Regions from separate parts of the Mus musculus genome. Here region 1 is linked to region 2. Evidence: chromatin contacts called from public Hi-C data. All regions are on one chromosome and are shown on one strand. The core of a region is the stretch at or near the end of the contact, and the rest is flanking DNA. Distances in the headings are between cores, read along the strand shown. Region 1 has its middle 9.0 kb from the start of Derl3. Region 2 overlaps Cabin1 (calcineurin binding protein 1).

Region 1 (6,746 bases), core at 1,122-3,621, 180 kb after region 2:
AAGATTCTACAAGGCCAAGTGACTGAACTTGGAGAATGTAGGGTTAAAACCTTGCAAATCAGAGGTAAATTATCTTGGGCTCTTTCAGTCTGTCTGAAAGCCTTCATTGTTTACCCCCTGTCTGACCTAACATCTTAAAATGTATTCTTGGCAAACCACTAGCTTTCAACAGTCTAAAACCTCAGACGATTATCAGCTAATATCTGGAGCCTATAGTAGAATTTTCCCTACTTTGCTATAACCCCTGACCTGTAACCCACATCACAGTAAGTAGTTTGATTTATTATTTTCTGTTCTGCAACTAATAAAGTCTCCTGGAACCATGTCCACAGCAGAACATGGTATTTGTTCAGACCTGAATCTGTCTGCGTTCCCAGCCCACATTACTCATATGTGCCTGCAGAACAGGCTATCCCTGACCCCGTCTGAGATGAGAACTGTGGTTTTGTGCCAACAGCGGTGATGAGCTAAAGTCGCTGCTGCTTTGCTGACCAGGGAAACATAAGTTGGTATAGCAGCCCAGGAGAGAAGTTTGGGTGTTGGCAAATTCAGGTTGTAAATAGCTCTGAACCAGCAACCCCCAGCAGATCTTTGGTTTGCCTTGGAGAAACTGTTACCCCTATGTGCAAGAACTCTTCACAAAGGCAGCATTGTTTGTAGCCTAGGAAAGCTGGAAACAACTCAGCTGTCAATCATCAAGCAAACAGAGAAGAAATAAACTTTGGTATATAATAGAATAACCCTCCACTGGAACACAGAGAGAGTATGTGCAGTGGGTAAAATCATCAACATAGGGGCATTAAAGTTGGAAGGAAGCCAGGCCTGGTGGTGGCACACACCTTTAAGGCGAACAGTGGAGAGCTGGAGGCAGCAGCTCAAGGTCGGCCTAGGCTACACAGACACTTGGGTCACAAGAACAGAGAAAAACAAAAAACAAAACCAAGAGGGGGTGGGGAGAAGGAAGGGAACGGAGCTCCCAGGTCAGCAGCTTGCAGACATTCATTCTTACATTATTTGAAGATCCTTTGCATATGAAGGGAAAGAAACCCTTGGGTGGGGCAGATGCATATGCCCTTGTTCCCATCACTGCTATAGGGATAACTGGTTTCTTTAGTTCTCCCCTCCTCAAAGATATTTCTCGGGTGCCCTGAAATAGCCCCACAGTGTCACGGGTCTGATGTGTGCAAGCCCTCTTCCCTCAACCTTTCGCTAGCAAGTGCAAGGTTCGGCCTCGGCAAACATTAACCGACAGGGTAGGGACGTTGTCATCATAGCTGTCTCGATAGCCCCTTGGCACCGGCGTCGGTTCTTCGGTTTTTAGTCCTCAACGACCCACGAGTGGGTGGCTCGGCCTTCTGTATCCAGAAAACCTTGAGGTCAACCCTACGCTGCCTGCAACCGGTTAGATCAGAGCTGGTCTTACCCAAATGGCAAAGCCAGCCTGGCAACCCGGCAAGCTTTGTTTACAGTTGAAGTCAACCCACCCCTCCCACCCCCACCCCCACCCCCACCCCCACCCCGCACACTCCTAAGCCTCGGCTTCCAGGATTGGATACTCATTGGATACTCACGTAATGTTTTTACCCAGGGAGAAGGCTGAGAATGGAGGTACAAAGCCCACCGACAGCTCCTGGCCCCTCCTACCAGCTAGGATTACCTAGTCTGCAGATGGTGAATGAGAGGATAGACTCCCCCAGCTGTAGAAATCCAGAAATCACTGTGCTGAGACCACCTGGTCAGCCATATCTTTATCTCAGCGAGAATTGTTTATTGAGTTAGTTCTCAAAACAGTCTGCTTTGTCTGAGCAAGCAATTAATTTTTTTAATTAATAAATAAGAGATTACAAATTCCTCAAACCTGTCTTGATCTGCAGTACCCTCTATTTCCCCGACACCTAAGCCCAGGGCCAATTCCTCTAAGGGTCCTGATCAGCTAGCTCCTTCCCCTTAGTACAACTTCCATTCTGGGGTAGAAAGTTGGGGCCCCTCGCTGCTGTGCTAATAAACGCAGGCCCGTTTACTGAGGTCAGAATTTGCTCTCTTTCTTGCCTTCCACTATTTTTTTCTGGGCTCTTTAATCAAACAGACTAATTGAGGCCCAGAGCGGGCACACAGCGGGAACAGTAGAGGGCAGCTCGTATTAAAGGTAACCCATTAGCCAAATAGGTTCCAGTCCTTCCTCTCACCGGTCCCTCTGCCACTCTACTCTTCGGTATCTCCTCCAGGGACTTAGACTAGGAGCCCACCCCCGCGCGGCTGCAGGAGCTCAGCCAGGATTGGCCACGGATTCTGCCAGGAACCTGCTCTCCTCAGCTCTGCTCCACCCCGTCCTGATTTAACTCTGGAGATTTCCCACGCGGCGCATACACTTTTGTCGCCAGGAGGCGACACACTACATATTCTGCAGAAGTCAGACTTTGTGGTGTGTGTGTGTGTGTGTGTGTGTGTGTGTGTGTGTGTGTGTGTGTCAGGCCATCAGAATTGGCAACAAGCACCTTTAACTTCTGAATTACCTCCAGTACTCAGATTAATTTTTTTTTTCAAGACAGGGTCAGATTAATTTTTAAAAAGGTATGTTTTTGATTTTTTTTGGAAATTTATCGTGTCTTTTTTTTTTTTTTTTTTTTTTTTTTTGAGACAGGGTTTCTCTGTATAGCCCTGGCTGTCCTGGAACTCACTTTGTAGACCAGGCTGGCCTCGAACCAAACTCAGAAATCCGCCTGCTGCCTCCTGAGTGCTGGGTTTAAGTGTCTTAAAATTCCTAGTGCAGCACTTAAAACTCCTTCCAAGCTTCTTTGGGCCCTGGATTTTGGCCAACTAAAAAACAAACAAACAAACAAACAAACAAACAAGGGCTGGAGAGATGGCTCAGTGGTTAAGAGCACTGACTGCTCTTCCAGAAGTCCTGAGTTCAATTCCCAGAAACCACATGGTGGCTCACAACCATCTGTAATAGGATCTGATGCCCTCTTCTGGTGTGTCTGAAGACCATGACAAGTGTATTCACATACATAAAATAAATAATAAACCTTAAAAAAAAACAAAACAAAATAATAACCATCAGTGCCACACTCTCTGGAAACTGACTGCTTTGTATAATTTGGATAAGAAGAGTCAAGCCAAAGTGTTTGGGTTGTCTAATAGGAACTGATGGGGAAATTGCTCAAAGGCAGGTCCAGGTCTGACTTTGCCACAGGGCTCCTTGGAGTCTTCCAAGCCGGCTGCTAGTTAGCAGGCACATCATCAGGAATCTGAGTCATCAAGTTAAGTTACCCTATAATTAGAATCTATATGACTGATTGCTCTGGTTAGGTCCTATGTTTTGAGGTATTCAGCCACATTTATTGTTGTTGTTTGTTTTTTCAAGACAGGGTTTCTCTGTGTAGCCCTGGCTGTCCTGGAACTCACTCTGTAGACCAGGCTGGCCTTGAACTCAGAAATCCGCCTGCGCCAGGCATGGAGACGCATGCCTTTAATCCCAGCACTTAGGAGGCAGAGACAGGAGGATTTCTGAGTGAGTGATTGATTGCGTAGGCTGTCAAGACTGCTCAGTGGGTTGCCACACAAGCCTAACGACCTGGGTTCGATCACTGGAATCTGACAGAAGGCTAGAACTGACTGTAGAAAGTTACCTTCTCCCCTCCACATAGGCCCCGTGGCATATGCATGCTTCGTGTGCCTGTGCTGGGATTCCAGGCCTGTGCTACCATGCCTGGGGTCGTCCATGCTTTTAAGTCTCAATTAGAGTAGGCTGCCCATGACGCATCCTTAGTCCTACGGCCAAGGACCTTCAGGTTAATGTGTTGTGATGATCATGTATGTCATACATTTGTAAACTAAAAGACGAATGCTCCTGTTCACCTGTACAGACAGAAATGCTCTGAGACCGCTCTGGCCAAACTAGTGTTCTCAGTGCGGGAACGCCTAACCAGCTCATTAGCCATCCCCACAGACCAGTGGCTACTGGTCAGACCAAAGTGATGTCCAGGCTCCAGAAAGTTTGCCAACCTGAGGAAGCAAAACGGTCATTTGGGCACAAAGGCCTGTACTGGCACATGGCCCTGATTTGGGCGACTCCTCTAATGAAAATGATGTTCTTAGGACCCCAGATTGAGCACCAAAGCTGTCAAAGCCTAGCTTTCACCCCAAAGGGAGTGAGAGATTACTCTAAGTCAAATACAAAAATGACCATGTTTTGTGAACATAGATTTCAGATTTCCCTGAATATTTTCTAACAAGAAGCTGTTCTATGTGTGGCCAGGTGGTGGTGGCACATACTTTAAATCTCAGCACTGAGAAGGCAGAGGCTGGTGGATCTCTGAATTTGAGACCAGCCTGGTCTACAGAGCGAGTTCCAGAACAGTCAAAATTACACAGAGAAACCTTGTCTCAAAAAAGGGGCAGGACTGGTGGGGGAGTAGGGGTATAGTGGTGAGTGAAAAGGTAGCTCAGAGGTTAAGAGCACTGACTGCTCTTCCAGAGGTCTTGAGTTCAATTCCCAGCAACTACATGGTGGCTCACAACCATCTGTAATGGGATCTGATGCCCTCTTCTGGTGTGTCTGAAGACAGCTACAATGTACTTATATACATAAAATCAATCATTAATCAATCAATCAATCAATCTTTAAACAAGCATAACAACAATTATCACCAGAGCAGCTGCTACTGCTTGTAACAGACCCTCAAGACTGAGCCTGTGTCCCCCGCTCCCAGAAGAAAAGGGGAGGGTCATTAGCCCCCAGCTGAGATTCCTGTCACTCTCTATGCCTCTTGTCCCAGATGTATGTACCTGTGCCCCTGTGTGTGTGGTCCTGGGAGCTACAGTGTACATAGAACACAGAGGTTAACTGAGGGGACTCCGTCTCTGCAGGTGTGGAGAGGTCCTTCCACACTGGGTGAGGGTTGCCACTGGGTGCTTTGGGGTCACGATACTCCAGTAGGCAGCCCCTCCTCCATACTCTGTAACTCAAATGAACTCGTTGGTTTGCCCCAGGGGGACTCTGGTAGATCATACTTTGGTCTTCGATGGGGGGATTAGGCAATTGTTCACATCTCCCTGGAAAGGTTCAGGAAACAGGACTGGGATCTCAGGAAGTCACTCATTGGTTTTAGATGCTACCGGGTGCCAGTCTTAGCCTTTGGGTAAGTGGAAGTTCAAAGCATGTTAAGAATTATACTAAAGGTTTTACCTGGTAGTCAAGAGTCTGTTATGTCAGGTACAGAGATAAGCAAGGAATGGCTAGTAAAAGAACTAAAGATAGCCTGGTGTGTGTGTGTGTGTGTGTGTGTGTGTGTTTGTTTGTTTGTGTGTGTCTCAGTCAGGGTTTCTATTCCCCCACAAAACATCATGACCAAGAAGCAAGTTGGGGAGGAAAGGGTTTATTCAGCTTACACTTCTACATTGCTGTTCATCACCAAAGGAAGTCAGGACTGGAACTCAAACAGGTCAGGAAGCAGGAGCTGATACAGAGCCCATGGAGGGATGTTAATTACTGGCTTGCTTCTCCTGGCTTGCTCAGCTTGCTCTCTTATAGAACCCAAGACTTCCAGCCCAGGGATGGCACCACCCACCATGGGCCCTCCCACCCTGATCACTAATTGAGAAAATGCCTTACAGCTGGATCTCATGGAGGTCTTTCCTCAAGGGAGGCTCCTTTCTCTGTGATAACTCCAGCTTGTGTCCAGTTGACACAAGAACCAGCCGGTACAGGGGTCCAAATGCTTGCCTGTCATCCTCAGTGAGCGGAGTTGTAGCCTTGCCTCTTAGTCCCTCATCTCTGCCTCTGTATTCTGCTGTGGCCTGGAGGAAGTGCAAAATCCCTCCCCACTGCAGCCTTCTATGTCCCCTCCTTCCCCCAATTCCAACCCAAGGTGAAGAACAGGAGTTCTGGCAACCACACAAGTGAGGACACCTGTAAGCATAGCAGGCCGGCCACAGGGCTGGCTATGGCGATACCAGTGGGGCTCCTTACAGCTCTCAGGCGCGCCTGCCCTATCCTGCTCTCTGTTTGCTCACCTGGAAAATAGAGACACAAAGAAGTGACTGGCCCAGTGCACAGATGTTATGCCCTCCGGTCCCTGTGTGTGCCAGTACCAAGCCTCCTGGGGATACCAAGCCCCGCTGATGCCCTTTTCAGACAGACTTCTCAGACAGACTCAAGTTGTGGGTATTAAACAGCTGATACATATTTCAATCCAGGTTGGAGATGAGGGTGACCAAGGCCTGCGGGCAGCTCCTAACCCAAAGTCAACTTTCTTCTCCTCTCAGGAGCTGGCGTATGTTCACTCGAGTTCTGGATCTTATTTTCAACTTAATGGCTTAAGACAAAAAGAAAAAAATAAATAAACTCAACCTCCTGGATGTTCTTTGATATTTGAGGACTAAACAATGGGGCTGATTGAAATAGGGAGATTTGAAACCAGCATAATTAGGAGGAGAAAATGTGCCCCGGCTGTGGCAGCAAATACCTTAAATCACAGCACTTGGGAGGTAGAGGCAAGTGGCTCTCTCTCGCCATAAGTTTGAGACTAGCCTGATGTACAGAGTGAGTTCCAGGTTAGCCAGGACTACATAGAGAGACCCAGTCTCTCTCTCTCTTTTTTTAAAGGTATATTTATTTATTTTATGCATATGAATACATACTGTAGCTGTCTTCAGACACACCAGAAGAGGGCATCTGATCCTATTACAGATGGTTGTGAGCCACCCACCATGTGGTCTTTTTTTTTTTTTTTTTTTTTTTG
Region 2 (7,287 bases), core at 1,546-4,045:
AGACGGCTCAGAGCTTCAGAGGAAGCACTGAAATTCTTACATTGGACCTGAGTCTGGCTGCTAGCACCCACACAGTGGCTCAAACCCACCAGATCCAGGGGATCTAGCACTCTCTCTCGTCTCTGGGTATGGGGTGCTCACATACTGTGCATATTTATACATGCAAGCAAAATGTTCACACATGCAGAAAAAAATTAATTCTTGGTAAAACAAAACTTGAAATTAACTGAATATAAACAATCCAAATTGAAGGGGTGGGGTGGCAAAGCAGACCAGAGCACGTGAATGGCCTAACCACTACTCAGAATCTCAGAAATGAGAGAGGAGCATTTGTTCAGCATATGCAAAGCCCTGGGTTTACTCCCAGCACTGCAAGAATTAAAACACAGGATAACCAAGACTTTTCCAAAAATCATAAAACACAGAGGCATTAAGAACCTCAGAAAGCACACCCTCTACACATGATGGAGGGATCACACAAGGTCTGACACCGAAGGCCAGGCAGAACACTCACACACATTAAATAAATCAATAAATCTTTTTTAAGGTTAAGAAATTAAAACAACAACAACTTTTGATCAGAAAGCATGTACTAGATAATAGCTTAACATCGGGGCAGGAGGAGAAATCCAGATTTTTGAGTCAGTAAAAATAATTTTCTACAAGGTAAGAGTAAATGAAGACCTTTTTGAAATAATAAGTAAATTTATTATCAGTAAGTATGAGTCATGAAATGTTAAGGTAGAATGAATATGGACCCAGACAGAAAGCTGGACCTGTATAATAAAAGTGAGCTCTCTAGAACTGGCTGAGGTGATGATAAACTTTGTAAAAGGCCTTCTTCTACCAGGTGTGTGTGCTGCTGCTCAGCTGTAAGGCCAGCACTGATGAGGGAGAACACAAGACCTGGTGTCAAAACTAAACTAAACCTAAACTAAAGTAGCAGCAAAGCATGAAGCCTTCTAAAACACACAAAAGTAAAATGCATAAAAACCACAAGAAGCCGGAAGACCCTTACAGTGCTGTGAAGAAGTGCAGTGTCTTCAGGTTGGTGGTGACTAATGGTGTCACTGTTAGCCGGAAGGCACAAACCACATTTGTGCAATCAGTGAATAAGTGATAAAGTAGTTTGGGTATCTGAGGGTGAAGTAGGGATCTAGAGAGCCAAGTCCAAATTCACCCTGTCACTGACCAGCTATGCTGAGATGGGGCAGAGGCAGACACAGCCCCACTGTGGCCCTCCCAGTCCTCCTTCAGAACCTTAGACATCAAACACTGGTGACTGTATCAGCAGGTAATCCCAGGGGATTGTACAAGCTACTTGGTGGGAAAATGGGAAACAAGGTGGAATTGTTTACAAAAAGTAGAAAGCCCGGAGCCTGGCAGGGCAGACTGTCAGTGCTGAAATCCTGCTCCTTTGTTCGAGCCTGGAAAACCTAAAATCCATGCCACAGTGATTTGCACTTTGGTTCCCCTCTATGTAAAACTAAAGAACAGTGACCATTTCCAAAACTGTCATTATGATTACACAGGTCATTAAACACAGGTGCCTGTGCAATACCTGGCACCCATAAAAATGTCAGCCCAATTATCCATTCCTAATTGTTACAGAGACTAGGTACGATTTATCAGTAATGCCACACACTAACCATCAGACATTTTATTCTGAATAGTTTTGCTGAGCCACACTGCAGTGGGTTACGGGTGCCCTTTCTTAACCAGTGCCCAATCACTGACCTCAAGCCAAGAGAGAGACTTGCAGAGGAACACTGAGAACTAGCTCTGACCTCCAATACCTGCTCTGCTGCTCTGGCCATGAGACGGAGGTGTCAACACGTAGCACAGTAGAGACGGCTGTCAGGTCCACAGCCCAGTGAGTGATAGCTCCTAAGTTCAGCTGGCCAGATGTAATAAAAACAGAGGATTTGGGCCACAGAAGAGACCAAAGCTGGAATTGTCTTACTTGATAAAAAGCTCTTCCTTACTTTCAGGGTCAGGCATGGGGCTTCCTAAGTCCTGAGTGAGGGATAAAGGCCAGGCCTGCTACACTCAGAAGAAACTCCATCTTGGGTCTCCACTGTAAGGGACCACTGCTCCCTCTGCAGGACTGATAGCCCATTGCTGTCTCCGTAGAAAGAGAATATTGAGAAATGGTGACCATTATTAATTACACTTACAGTAATCATATAAAAAGTCAGTATAATGGATACATGGGGGAGAACCACAGCATTACAGAGGCCAGAGGACAATGCTTTCATCAGTCATCTCCTCCATCTACATGAGGACTCCAGGCACAGGCCTCAGGGAACAGGCTTGCTTAGCGAGTGCCTTTACCTGCTCTATCTTGCTAGCCCTTGTTGAAGAACTTTGAACTAAAGGGTCTTTGGTGCACATTCCAATCTCATATCTGCTACTGACATGCTAGACAAACATGGCTGAGTAAGTCTACTGCCTTAGGGCTCCCATTTCATGTTTCTTAACACAAGCATCCTTATTCCTGAACATGGGATCTCCACAGGCTCTACCCCCTCACACACGCTAATGACAGCATAATGACCTATCCCATCCCACAGCATTCGCACTGGCCTAGACAGAAACATGAATAGCTTGGGCAATGCCAGAGAGGCCTGAAAGTCTCCAGAAGATGGCAGCCATGCCCTTGCTGTTAGCATCCCCAAGAGAGCCAGGCCAGGGCCAGCTCATCTCAGGCAACAGGAAACACGCTGTGGGGACTGCAGACTGAGAAGCATAGCCAACCAACACTGAGCTTCAGGAAAGCATCCAGGCTTTGCCAGGATGATCTCACCACTGGCACAATGCCTCACTAGCTCACTGGCTCTCAAGCTGTTAGGCTCGCAGCCTAAAGGAATTGCCAGTTTGGTGGAATCCCAGCTGTGATCATTGTAAAAACAGAGGATTGACTTGAGCAAATGGGTATTTACTCCTAATGAGCTAATGCCTGCGCAATGCTTCAACACGAGGGGACCACGGATCCACAAGCAACATGGGGAAGACAGCCAGACTATAACGGGAATGCTGTGGGCAAGAAGAGATGATGGAACGGAGGGTTGTGCTCCACTGAAAAGCAACACCCCGCAGAGAGAACACTCTTAAGCCTCTTAAAATGCCATGAGAGGCACAGCAGCCACAGGGGAGGGGCCAGGCTGGACAGCCTGGGGATGCACTTCCCCAACCTCTCACATGCGTGAGAAGCTCTGAGAGCTGGCAGAGCTCAGGCTGCCACCGCTACTGAGGATGTTGTGGTAGCTCCAGTTCTCTCCTCAGGGATGAACACAGTATAAAGCAGCCCTAATAAAAGCACAGCTAATGGAGCCAGAATCACCACAGTCCTGTGGCAACACCTAAAGGTCACAGTGCTGGACAGTGCCGGGGGTTAAAGGTTGTACACAACAAAGACTAGGAAGCCGGAGCCAGCAGGGCAGGCTGCTGCCTGCTCGTGGGATGCTGGGGGCTTACATGTATTAGAAATAGAAGACGGCAATGGCCATCGACATAGGTCAGTAGATGTAGGCCAGTCATTAGGATTTCTATCTGGCATGCATAAAGCCCTAGGCTCAATTCTCAGCACCACATAAACTAGTAACTCCCATACCCACTAGGAGAGGCAAGAGCATCAGAAACTAGCCAAGTCATCCTTGGCTAGAAAGAGGGTAAGTATCTTCTCCTGTCCTGCTTCTTCCAAGACTAAAGGCATGAAAGACTTGTATTTTTTAAATTATGTGTAGAGGCCAGAGTGTTGAATCCCCTGAAGCTGGAGCTAGAGGAGGTTGTGAGCCATGTAACACGGGTGCTGAGGATTGATCTAAGTCCCCTGGAAGAAAGGCAAGTGCTCTTATTCTCTGAGCCATCTTCTCCAGGCCCAAGATTAGAAACTTTAAATTGCAACTTCTTTTCTCTTCATTGTATACATGTGAATGCAATGCGAGCATTGTGTGTACGTGGAAGGTCCCTCAGGCATAGTATGTGTCTTTTCCTAATGAGCCCTCCCTCTGTCTTGCTACCCCATCCCCCTCCTCCTTCTCCTCCTTTGCAGTAAGAACGTTACTACACAGCCCTGGGCCTTGGGATCCTCCTACTTCAGGCTCTTGATTTCTGGGATTGCAGGCAAGTGTCACCACACTCAGCAAAGGTGAATTTCTTCAAATAAGATACGTTAAGAGGTTGCAAAGTTCAGGATTTTGTTTTTCTCTGTTCCTGCAGGTCTGGTGAGTATGAAATGGTGGGTAAGATAATCCTGATTACAAAGTCCAAGAAGACACACATGGTTCCACATCAAGTACCCAACTGGCCAGAGGAAGCCAAGTTTCCCTTCTTTCAGAGCCATAGGGTAAAGACGAATGAAAAACTCTTAGAAGATACCCAGAAGCCTAGCCTGTGGTATACAACTATAATCCCTGCACTCAGGAAGCTAAGGCAGGAGCCAGCCTGCGCTACCTGTCAGGATCTGACTTTAAAATATAAATAGATAAGTAGGTTGCTGTAGTGTGCATGCATACAGAGCCTCCCCATCCCCTCTCCCAGGGAGCCATATCTTCTCTGGCACAGCTGACTGAGGACCTTGAGGAGGCAAACAGACAAAGATAAGAGAGAAAGTGTGCCAGGCACATTTCGCAATATGATAAAAGTACCCTCTTTCTGCGACCAGCTAATGAAGGATGGCTCAGGGGCTGGATGAAATCAGACAAACAACAGAGCCTAGTAGCTCTCCCACAACAGAAGGCCAGCCTTAGACTCTAAAGTCGGATCAGTTAGTTAGGAGTAACAAGGAAAACTGTGTGAAGCCTGGGGCAGCCTCTCCTCCTCCTCCTCCTCCTCCTCCTCCTCCTCCTCCTCCTCCTCCTCCTCCTCCTCCTCCTCCTCCTCCTCCTCCTCCAGAAGCCATGCCCTTGAGGCTTACCAGTGGGGCAGAAGGAAAAAAGATGCTACTGACCACACTGACTCCCAGAAGGCCCTCTGCAGAGTAGTCGTCTTAGCTCTTTAGGCCAGAAGTTGCACCAGAGACTTCTGGGAGAGCAGGGTCAGATTCCTTTTGGGTGGTATTCCCACACATCACTTTGAGCCTTTGGGGAGGACTTACCCTCCCTGGCCAGCACTACATCTGTTTTCTGGATAGCTGAATTCAGCTTTGTCTCAGCTTACACAGCACCTGGCCCAGGCACACTGATAAAACCAGGGAGTGTACAGCCGCATGGGGCTAGGGCACTGGCGCGAGCACACAGCTAAGAACTGAGCTTCAGTTCCACCTCTTCCACACAGCTGCCAGTGGGCACTGCAGACCTTTCCTGGGATCGTAGCTGAGGGTCCCAAGAGGCGGACACTGACACTCAAGAGGGCCTTGGCAGGACAAGGGTGGGTGTTTGGCTAATGTTACTAAAGCAGAGACTACTACCCTGCTTGCCTGCAGAGGGCCACATGTGGACAAAGGCGCAGGCAAGATTGCCTTGTCTGCCTCTGTTGCCTTGTCTCAGCCGTCTGCTCCATCTCTGAGGGGGTCCTGGAACACAAACTGCAGGTGCCCTGGACTTGAGACAGAGCAAGAAATCTACAGAAATCCTTTCTGATCGACCTAGCAAGAGACTGGCACATGAATGGGACCCCTAAGGACCACATACAGCCCACTTTAGCCCTGAGTCTCAGAAGCTAGGAGTGTATTCTTCTGAAGAAGCGGCCTGGTGGTCAACAGGAAAGAAGATCAGCACTAGCAAGTAGGCTGCAGGCAGGGCTTGATCTTTTCATTTACAATGTTCTTTTAAAGTTTTGCTTATATGGCAACTTTTCATTGGAATGAATACTTGGGGCAAGATTACATTATCTGATTCTCTGAATCACACCAAGGCACAGGCGCCACTCCAGCCTGCCCTCTCTGCATCCTGAGGGGGAGAAAGCTCAGCTGCCAGTCACCTGTTGATGAAGCCCTGGTACTCTCCACTTCCAGGGCAGGAGTCAAAGGATTCAGAGCCCACTACGAAGAGGGAAAAGGGCTGGCTTGGGGATAGAACGGCAGCCTGTCCCAACAGCTCTGAAAGGAGGTTCTCTTTTGAGTCTTTCTTCATCCAGGTTTCACCATGCTCAACACCACAGGATGCCCAGGCTGAGAGAGCTTCCTTGGGAGATGCGGGCTTCCAGGAGCTCCTTCAATGTGTTTGTGACACTTGCTCCAGCAGGAAGCCTTATAACAGCTCTTGTTTATTCCCTCAGGCTAGACCAAGGAATATGCAGGAAAGACTTGCCATCAGAGACTGCAATAACAGCTCTTGTTTATTCCCTCAGGCTAGACCAAGGAATATGCAGGAAAAGACTTGCCATCAGAGACTGCAATAACAGCTCTTGTTTATTCCCTCAGGCTAGACCAAGGAATATGCAGAAAAAGACTTGCCATCAGAGACAGCAGAGACTTTGACCAGCCAACCTAGAGAGATCAGAATGTCTGCCAACCAGAAAACAAGTTTCTAAAAACCACCAACTCAAGTAGAACCAACATTCTGAGAAATTTCCAACTAGGCAAAATCCATTCCAGCTGGTCTTTGCTAGTCAGCTACCAGGAAATGATGGGTCCACCAGGAATGGAGCTGGCCACAGGAAACATGGGTGCCAATAGCAGGCTGAGGAGACTGCAAAGGCACCAAGGAGAGACTCCAGAAGCATGAACACCTTGAGAGAGAAGCAGCAGCAGGTGGGCAGCAGGGCTTCACACCATGGGGAAACAGGCTGCATTCCTACCCTGTCAGCCAGCTTTCCTGGGTCAGTGAAGCAATGCCAGACACTTCAAGCTCCACTTTGCTCAGACAGTAGTGCCAGGAGTCTGGTAGTCACTGGGAATCAGTCTCTTTCACTCTAGCTCAGGTCAGGAGATATACCGGCCAGAGAGAATTCAACCTCTCTGAACTCAACTGCCAAGAACAGAGGACACCAGGACAGCGGGCAGCCTATGGCTATCTGGTGTATTTTCCGGGAAGGTTCTTCCAATTAAAGACAAGGAGAATCTGTGTGTCTGGAGCCAAGCAGGAGTCTGTGGCCCTGTCACTCTGCTGCTCTCCTGAGTCCTTTCCCCACAAAATCCCTTTGTGGCCACTCCAACACACTGCAGGGCTCTGTAACTCACATTGTCTTTGTGCCCACCCCCACCCCCAAGTCCCCCTCAGTGTCCTTAGACTGATGTAGTCATCCGAATGCACAGCCACCGTCTCAGGCGCCACCTAGGGGCATGCAGGCTCAACCACCGCAGCGCAGGGCACTCTCAGCGCGGTGCCCTCCTCCATGCCTAGC

What was found. A called contact is a pair of places that touch in the nucleus more often than the background predicts.
Region 1: a Hi-C map of liver shows a contact between it and region 2, with 2.1 times the contacts expected there. The contact joins two enhancer-like sites. A contact is called at or near these places in 1 of 484 Hi-C or Micro-C datasets (liver), 1 of 115 datasets of contacts at active chromatin or transcription factors (embryonic stem cells) and 2 of 9 other capture datasets (adipose tissue and liver).

What each region holds. Positions count from the first base shown.
Region 1 is chr10:75,881,015-75,887,760 of GRCm38.p6, forward strand. No RefSeq gene overlaps it. Among named protein-coding and RNA genes, the nearest start is that of Derl3, 9.0 kb to the right of the region's middle. Within about 2 kb of position 2,372, at least 73 of the 459 cell types and tissues checked have an H3K27ac peak or open chromatin away from gene starts, as enhancers often do. A contact at or near this core is called in liver, where this site is marked.
Region 2 is chr10:75,701,621-75,708,907 of GRCm38.p6, forward strand. The region is part of intron 26 of Cabin1 (calcineurin binding protein 1); the gene reads right to left. Gm40696 (a long non-coding RNA gene) reads left to right here. Exons shown (of 3, transcript XR_871835.3): 3 at 6,220-7,287. Among named protein-coding and RNA genes, the nearest start is that of Gm40696, 8.1 kb to the left of the region's middle. Within about 2 kb of position 2,796, at least 131 of the 459 cell types and tissues checked have an H3K27ac peak or open chromatin away from gene starts, as enhancers often do. A contact at or near this core is called in liver, where this site is marked.